2 separate regions of the Hordeum vulgare genome follow, and region 1 is linked to region 2. A link is a contact called in public Hi-C data. All regions are on one chromosome and are shown on one strand. The core of a region is the stretch at or near the end of the contact, and the rest is flanking DNA. Distances in the headings are between cores, read along the strand shown. Region 1 has its middle 81 kb from the start of LOC123398691. Region 2 holds the start of LOC123400179 (mediator of RNA polymerase II transcription subunit 4).

Region 1 (4,604 bases), core at 1,676-4,175, 380 kb after region 2:
TTCCCACGCGCATCGTCACTTCATCCTTCGCCAGCCTTCGCTTATTCCGCAGTTCCTGTTTCGAGTTGCAAATATGAGCAACAGAACCGGTATCGAATACCCAGGCACTACTCCGAGAGCTGGTTAAGTACACATCAATAACATGTATATCAAATATACTTGATTTTTCTTTGATCGCCTTCTTATCAGCCAGATACTTCGGGCAGTTGCGCTTCCAGTGACCCATACCCTTGCAATAATAACACTCTATTTCAGGCTTAGGTCCAGCTTTGAGTTTCTTTGTAGGATTGGCAACAGGATTGCCGCTCTTCTTTGAATTACCCTTCTTTCCTTTGCAGTTTCTCTTGAAACTAGTGGTCTTATTCATCATCAACACTTGATGCTCTTTACGGAGTTCTGACTCTGCGACTTTCAGCATCGCGAATAACTCGTCGGGTGACTTGTTCATCCCTTGCATGTTATAGTTCAACACAAATCTCTTGTAGCTTGACGGCAGTGATTGAAGAATTCTGTCAGTGATAGCCTCTTGCGGGAGTTCAATCCCCATCTCAGCTAGACGGTTTGAGTACCCACACATTCTTCATAGTAACTCTTTTGGTGATGCTCTTCCGTTATATTCATAATGTTTCCATGAAAATTCGGTGTTCTTTCATTGATATAAGCTTCTTCCGTCAGTGGGTCTTCTTAACTAACAAGTCTCATGACCATTCTAAATAACCTATCGGTGATCTCATGGCGGTCTACCATTTGTGGTTATCCTGCAGTGAAATGGGTCTTGGCTTCATCGTCACCGTAAAATATCTACGTTTGGCAGGAGCTGCCATGTACATGGGGCTTTCAACATACCATTCTAAGGCTTAAACAAAAGCTTCAAAGAACGTCGTCTCTCACTATGGGTAAGTCTCTCAGATTTACAATTCCGAATAGCAAGAGAATGATATGAGTAAGTCGTCATGGTGGCCAAGCTATGTTGCACTGAAATCAGTACCTTGTATAAGGTTTAGCGAATCTCGTATTCTAACACTTGGGTGTCCTCACAAGCGTTGCAGAAATTTCTCTTGTACACGAACGAATTTCGTACGAATCCATTGGTTCTGCAAGCTGAACAAAACATCTATCGTATTCTTCACCACTCTCAGGTTTTCATATGCTCCTAAGAAAACGTTTGTTGACCCGTCATAGCTTATTCCTTCATGCTCTTGGGGCAACCTTCATGAAAATTTTGGGATGCATCCTTGGTACACATTCTATTCCTTGAACTCATTTTCCTTTCCATTGGTATGTTTACCCTTAGGTATTGGTTCCTCATAATCATTCCTTCATTTCATCTTCATTCTATTCTTAAAATTCCAACTTCAGAAGTACTGTGTTACAAATGTTGTCATCCACATAGTTTGATATGGTCCAACATTTCCTTCAACTGTATTCAGTGGATTTGGCTCCTTGGTATGCATGGTACATTCCTATTCCTTGGATCCTGTGGGTTTACCGATTACTACCACTCTTAAAATAAAAGATACTCATGTCAGTGTAGACCATATTTTCTCATATCCTCGAAAATGGTCAAAGATCTTTTTTTATGAAGCAACAACTCACACAATTCAATATACGAAACCATGACACAATAAATTCTATTGATTCATGAAGTTATTTAGAGACTTTCGTTACAAAATTTAACTCCATAATCCCATGAAAACAAGAGTGCTTCATGTTATACTTATTGCAATTGTCAAAACTTAACTACTCCATTTCAGCTTTCTTCTCCCGTGGACATTTACTAGCATAATGTCCTGCTTCCTTGCAACGAAAACAGATGACTTCTGACAAGTCTCGAGGCTTCTTGGTGTTTGCTTTTGCTCCTTGGTTTTCCTGCTTCCTTCCTAGGCACATATTGGCATAGTGACCTAAGGTCTTGCATTTAAAACATGAGATATAACTCAGATCCTTAACAGGAGGGATTTGGCTCTCCCTAGTGTACTTTCAAAAAATTGTGTTTCAAAAAATCTTCTCTTTTTCAATTTTGTTCAGAGTTTCATGGAATTTCAAATAACGTTCTCGTTTTCAAAATTTGTTCACATTTAAAAAAGATTTTATGTTTAAAAAATGTACTTGTTTTCAAATTTGTTCACAGTTTCATAAATTTGTTCGTGTTTGAAAAAATGTTCAGGAATTTTGCAAAACGTTGTTATTTTCAAAAAATTTATACTTTTCAGAAATGTTCGTGTTTATTTTTTTTGCATATTCAACATTTTTATTGGCAATTTCAACAAATATTCCCATGTTTCAAATTTTGTTCGCATTTTGAAAAAAGCATAAAATACATATTTTGTTCAAACTTTTAAAAAAACTTCATGTTTTTACTTTATTGATGTTGAATATAAAAAATGTTCCTATTTTCCTTTTGTTTCAAAAAATGAAAAGTGTTCGTGATATCAGAAAATATTCGAAAATTGCAAATAATATTCGTGTTTCTCATAACTTGTTTGTTTTTTCAGAAAATTTTAAGTTTTTAAGAAATTGTTCACATTTTTGGTAACTGTTTGGGAATTGCAAATTTTGTTCGTATTTCATTTTTAAATTGGAATATCAAAACATCTTCAGTTTTCCCCAAAATGGGGCATTCCAAAACTGCTTGCAATTATCAAGAAATGTTTTCCGAATATCAACGATGTCGTGTGTTCTTATAGAGTTTTGAACTAAGATGTTCAGTTGGTGCTGTGTGGTATATTGGCCTCGCGGTTGGAGTGTCAGGATGCAGGATCAACTCCGAGGGCGTGCTGTTGTTTTCCTACATTTTTTTTGTGTCGTGCGACAGGAAACGAAATAACGAACGGGTTGATGGGCCAACCCAGCAGTGCATCGACCTTGTTGATCGAGCTTCTGTATGACGCAAAATGGGTCATATAGGAGGTCCCGCACCGGGCTTGTTGTGTGTTGTGTGTGCTTCCAATGCATAGTGGGCCACTCAAAACTCTTGGATCGTCGATCATGGGTCATCATGTCTTGGTGCATCTATCATTTGCGACAGGAAATGAAACAACGAGCAGGTTGTTGGGCCGGCCCAGCCATGCATCGAGCATGTGCATCGAGCTCCTATATGATGCAACATGCGTTATATAGGAGGTCCCGCGTTGGGCATACTGTGTGTGCGCTGTCAATGCGTAGTCATTGTGTGTTGGTGTGTCTATCATTGGCTCAGACCATGATATTCTGGACCGTCTCGTTAGTTTTTTACTCCCTCCATTTTAAATATATGTTTTGTTAGAGATTCCATTACAAACCATATAAATGTATATAGACACTTTAGAGTATATATTCACTCATTTTGCTCTCTATGCATTTCATATTAAATCTTTAGAAAGACTTATATTTAGAAACGGAGGTAGTACATCTTGCATATTTTCTTTTTTGGAGAGCACATCACGCGTTTTTCTTTTACAGTACACAAATTATTTCCCACATATGGAAAATGTAAAAAAGTAACCTCGTATTGTAAGAACAAACAAAGATGTTCGTGTATTTATATATAATTATTCGTGCAATTTTGGAAAAAGTGTTCAAATATTTTTTCAATAATAACATATTTATAAAAAGTGCTGCAATTTTTCGAAAATACAAATGAATATTTTGGAATCCAAGAGATACAATTTCAAATACACATCAAACATAGTTAGGAAATGAACATTCCAAAGAAGCATGAAGGTTTTTAAAGCATCTATACCGTGCATAGAACGTTGGGAGTCAGTGATACTAGTATGTATATAGCATTGGCATTTTTGTTTAATCTGCTCTCTAATAATACTTTCTCTTTTTAAATAAATATTCGAAAATTTCAAAGCATGTTCGATTTTTTATTAAATGTTCGTTTTTTTTAGAGTTATCCAAATTTTATAAAATTTATCTCGAGTTTTGGAAACATTCTTACAAATTTAAAAGTGTCCATGTATTATTGTTTCTAAATATAAAAACTATTCTAATTTTATCCATGAATATTATGTTTTATGAAAAATTCTCCAATTTTAAAATGTTTGCAAATGTCATTTTTAGTGTTTTAAATTATTTTCACAATTTTTTAAATTTTTTTAACGAAATTCGAAACCTGTACAAGAAACTGTAATATCTTCATGAATTGAAAAAATGTTCATGATTTGTAAAAAGTTTGCAATATTCAATAAATATTCTTGATTTTTAAAATGTTCATTACTTTACAAATGGAGAAAGAAAAGTTTAATGACAATGGAAAAAGGGAAAAGCAAAATTAAATGTGAAATGAAACGTGAAGAAATTTGAGAAAAAATCATCAAGAATACTATAGGGCGATTGGCCTGACCTAATATAGCATGCAATACGCTGGGTTAATATAGCATGCAATCAAACACATTAAGCATTGTTACGATTGTGGCCAACCAGCTATGGCATGTGGCACATTCTGGTTGGTCGTAGTGAGAAAGTTTTTGAACTTTTTAGAGTTTTTTGTCAAAATCCAACGAGCTACGCCATGTGGCGCATGGTTGGTAGCAGTGAGAAAGTTTTTTATTTTATAAAGTTCTTTCAAAATAAAAGTGAGATTTTTTTAGGAAAAGTTTTTAATTATTTTAGATGAA
Region 2 (4,645 bases), core at 879-3,378:
TAGTCTTTGCCCCCTGTTTTTGAACCCTTAAAAGTGTCAAAAATGACCAATTCTCAACCCTTAAAACTGGTTTTAGATTTAAGGGTTTGAGGGTTCTACTAGAGATGCTCTAAGAGATGAAGAGAGGAATCATGTAAAGGATGACATTAGGCGTATGGGATAAGGCGCCATCAAACGAAGGCAATCACTCCAAAGTCCAAAGTGCACAAGTACGCAGGAAGATTTGAGAAGATGTCCATAAACATGGAATGATGTACTCAAAAAGCTTAGCCTAGGACTACACTAGCAGGCAATTACAACTGAAACCTACAATGATGAACTAAAACATTAAATCATGACATTTACATTCCAAAATAGAGGCCAGGTTTTGGGTTAATAGTGGTTGCAAAGGTCAAGGAAACCGAACATCTTGAACTACAGAGGTCAAGGAAACTGAGCATCTTGAACTACAAAGGTCAAGGAAACTGAACATCTTGAACTACAAAGGTCAAGGAAACTGAACACGGTCAACATTGGCTGTATTTATCACAGCAAGTGGTCCAGTGACTGGTGTACTAGACTGGCACAAGTTTAAGCCAAACCTCATAGAGAATAAAGTTTTTGTTTTTGAAACAAAGGTCAAGAAAATTGAACATTTAGACTGGCTGCATTTATCAGAAAAAGTGATCTAGTGACTGCTGTACTAAACCAGCACAAATTTAAGTCAAATCTATTATCGAATAGATTTTGTGTTTGCAGTAGTTTGAACAGACAAGCACATGACATAATACTAGCCAAAGCTTACACTAAAATGAGCTACACTGGATATGGAAACACACAAATGACGAAATGGTCGAGCTTACAAAAGCATTAGTCCTCATCGTCTTCATCTGAGCTCCCGACGTCGCTACTGTACTCATCGCTGCTAGAACTGATTTCAAGGTTCACAGCCGCGACCTGTATTGGCTCTTGGGCCCTTGGCACCATTGGTTGCACCCCAACAGGAATTGGTACACTGGGTCGTTGTTCATCAGGCTTGACAGCAGGAATGATGCCACCCAGCTCGATCGGGTCCCCAGGCTTCCATCCAGGTGGTGGCATTGGAAAAGCAGGAAGCAGAGCAGGCAAACCTTTCTGCCACCCTGGTGGCACCGTGATTGGTAGCATAGATGGCCGCGGAGGCTCTTCCTCCGGTAGCTCGAACAGCGGCATGGACTCCATCTCTGCTGTGAGCCCCTCCTTGGTTTCCAGGGGTTTCTTGGGCACCCCAACATCCAAATCAGCAAACTGATACAGCTGCGACATCCGCAGCTCGTTATCCTGTGGCGCAGGCGGCAATGCACCCCTCAGAGGCAGCCCAGCACCATGCTCCGGCGGCGCAAAAGTCGTGTAGCTTATGCGATGCGCATAGGTCAAGATGTCGTCCAGCTTGAGCTTGGAGTGGAGGGACGCGCCGAAGTCGCCCTGCGACACCGGCTCGGGCTCGTCGACAGCCGCTGCGCCACGCGGGCGCTTGGGATCGCGGCGGTAGTCGGCGTAGTCGTCGACGAGGCGGTCAAGCACGTGGTGGGCCTCACGCAGCTTCTTCGCGAAGGCGAGCAGCGAAGCATCCTTGGCGCGCGCCTCGCGAGCGAGCTTGGCGCGCGCGTCCTGCAGGTCGAGGGTCTCCTGCAGCTCGGCGACGGTCTCGAAGAGCTGCGTCTGGAGGGAGGTGAGCATCGACATCGCCTCCTTGGTGGTGGAGACGGGGGCCGGCAGCGGCGTAGGCGCCGCGGAAGCCGACGACGACGCGAGGAAGTTGGGGAGGGAGCCCCTGTACGACGAGATCCAGGCGGCGCGGTTGGGCGAGAGCTCGAAGAGGTTGGAGGCGAGGGAGGAGATGAGGTGGAGCAGCGACTGCGCGCGCGGGAGCGGCGGCAGGAGCGGGAGCAGCGCCGGCGAGGTGGTTAGGGTTGGGACCGCGGCTCCGGCTCCGGCTGCAGCCGCCGCCGCGCTCGCGGACGGCGGGTTGGCCTGCGGCGGCGACGAGGTGGGGTTTGCGGGAGACTGGTTGGGCGGGAGCGACGGCGACGAGGCTGTCACGCCTAGCCTCGCCGGCGACGGCATGTGCTGCATCATCGCGGCGGCGGGGGCGGCGGATTGAGGAATCCAATGCGAGGACCAGAAGCTCGTAGACTAGCCGGGCTATTAGGCAGTGGGATCCTGGGCCTGACATGAATCTGGGCTTCATGACTTTTTTTTTTGAGGGAGATCTGGGCTTGATGACTTTTCTTTGAGAGATCTGGGCTTGATGACTTGCATATAGTTAGGCTTTGCAGCCCAACAAGCCCATCAGATCCGCAATAAAACCTCGCGTTGAAACCCTCGGCGTCCTCACCACCGATCATTTTGGCGGGAGACAGTTCGCCGCCTCCACTTTCCCGCGCAGAGCAAATCAGCAATGGACGGCGGCTCCTCCTTCCAGGCCGTCGCGGCCGCCGCGGCCGCCGCCGACGCGGAGATGGAGGAGTACCTCAACTGGAAGAAGAACACGCCGGTGCTCTACGACCTCGTCATGTCGCACCCGCTCGAGTGGCCCTCGCTCACCGTCCAGTGGTTCCCCTCGGGGTCGCCGGCCGCCGCCCGCTCCCACCGCCTCGTCCTCGGCACCCACGCCTCCGACGACTCCCCCAACCACCTCATGCTCGTCGACGCCGTCCTCCCGCTCCCGCCGCGCCTGGCCGCGGCGGCGGCCGCCGAGGGCCGCGCCGTCCCGGCCCCGTCCGTGTCCATCGGCCGCTCGGCGCCGCATCAGGGCGAGGTTAATCGCGCCCGGTGCATGCCGCAGCAGCCATATACAGTGGCCACCAAGACTTGCGTCGATGAGGTGCACGTGTACCACCTCGGGGACGACGGCGAGAAGCGGGGCGCGGATGTCGTGCTCAGGGGTCATGGCGCGGAGGGGTATGGGCTGGCTTGGAGCGCGAGGAAGGAGGGGTTCCTGCTGAGTGGCTCGTATGATAAGAAGATCTGCCTGTGGGATCTCAAGGCCGGGAATGGAGCCCCGGTTCTGGACGCGCAACAGGTGTTTGCGGTAATGTCCCAACAGATGCTCCTGTGCTGTTTCCTGTTCCCCACATTTATATTGTTTCTCATGTACTATATGATTGTACGTATTATGCATGTTAGGTTCGCAACCTTTGAGTAATACGTAGTATATACTGTGATGTTAGTAGTAGTAGCTACCACTGGAAGCAGAACTGATTAAACACTTCTGTATCATAAGAAGTGCGGATACCCGAAGCAATCGGCTCAAAATCATAACAATGCCAAGAAACCAAGCACAAATTATGCTGCCCTTCGTTTTCCATTACCCGGAGTACATTCAGTTGAAGTCGCTGAATGTGAAAAGATAATATAATGAAATCCAACCGAAAGTCCCTGAAAGGATGAGCACATTCAGTGTCTACAAACCTGATATATTGGAACTTCCCCTGATACACACAATTCTTTCATATCTGGTGGCTAACCAGGCTAGATACATCAATCTTGCACAGGAACGTTTTGTATTTTCTTCACTTTTCAGGCGTATTGGCAACACGATTTGTCTGATTTGATTTTCTAAATAGCAATTTGTGTTGCGCAAGAGATGTGCTCCTTCTGTTATTATTCATAATTCATTTGGACACAAAGAAGTGTTGTCTTCTGACATCAGGTTAACCAACCCTTGAGATAACATGAGAACACATAATAGCAATAAAAGCTCTATGGTTCTTCTTAAGCAATTAAAACAAAATATCATCACCTTGGTTGCCAGTTTGCCAGCACAATCCATCACTTCTTTATGGTGCTTTACTTTGAAGATTGGACTTAAAATAAACTTGTTCGCTGGTTGCCGTGGTTTCATACTATGAAAATTAATGTTTAGCCAGTTCTTTTGGGGCTTATGGATATCTGTGGAAATAAGCTGCCCCCTCCTCAACCTACTATTTGACCCTCAATTAGTAGACTTCTAAAATAAAATTTTATGTTCGGCTTCTAGAATAGGCCGGGGAAGGGGCAGTTTATTTCCACAGCCAGCCATAAGCCTGAAAAGAACTGGCCCTCAGCTGGATAGTGAAAACATAGTTTTTATTATTTGGAAAGACTTGCTGAGTTGAGTACCTGCTTTAAAAAATAATAATGCAGAGGCTGGAGACCTTTTTCCTTTTTTTTGCAAGTAGCTGGTGAACATTGCGTCATTTGCCTAGCATGCTAATATTGCTACAGTCGTACTTCATTTTTTCTTTCAAATAAAATGAGCTTCTTGGCCCTAGATCACCCCCAACCACAAGCCTTATAGTTCAGGACCTAGCTTACACAAAAAATACTAGAGAAGCTGACACTAAAATGACAGTTTCAGAAACCATCATTACAAATTACTCAAAGTTAACACTTCAGCCTTCATAAGACCTGTGGATACCCGAAGCACTCAACTCATAACTCATAAGTCAGAACATTGCCAAGAAATCAACCATGAATTATGTCGTCCTTCGTTTTCCATACCCACATCACTATATGTGAAAGGATAATATGATGAAATGCAACTTAATCTCCCCGAATGGATGAGCAAATTTAGTCGAAGTCACCACTTCATTCACTGTTTTGTCTACTGTCTGCAAACCTAATATATTGAAACTTCCCTTGG

What was found. A called contact is a pair of places that touch in the nucleus more often than the background predicts.
Region 1: a contact with region 2 is called in a Hi-C map of leaf, with 3 times the contacts expected there. The contact joins the enhancer-like site here to the promoter of LOC123400179 in region 2. A contact is called at or near these places in 2 of 6 Hi-C or Micro-C datasets (leaf and seedling).

The regions. Positions count from the first base shown.
Region 1 is chr5H:505,529,351-505,533,954 of MorexV3_pseudomolecules_assembly, forward strand. No RefSeq gene overlaps it. Among protein-coding and RNA genes, the nearest start is that of LOC123398691, 81 kb to the left of the region's middle. Within about 2 kb of position 2,926, at least 3 of the 3 cell types and tissues checked have open chromatin away from gene starts, as enhancers often do. A contact at or near this core is called in leaf and seedling, where this site is marked.
Region 2 is chr5H:505,145,557-505,150,201 of MorexV3_pseudomolecules_assembly, forward strand. It overlaps LOC123400179 (mediator of RNA polymerase II transcription subunit 4), which reads right to left and starts at 2,129. Exons shown (of 1, transcript XM_045094599.1): 1 at 684-2,129. The coding sequence starts at 2,097. The coding sequence ends at 850. LOC123400180 (histone-binding protein MSI1 homolog) reads left to right here and starts at 2,360. Exons shown (of 5, transcript XM_045094600.1): 1 at 2,360-3,052. The coding sequence starts at 2,420.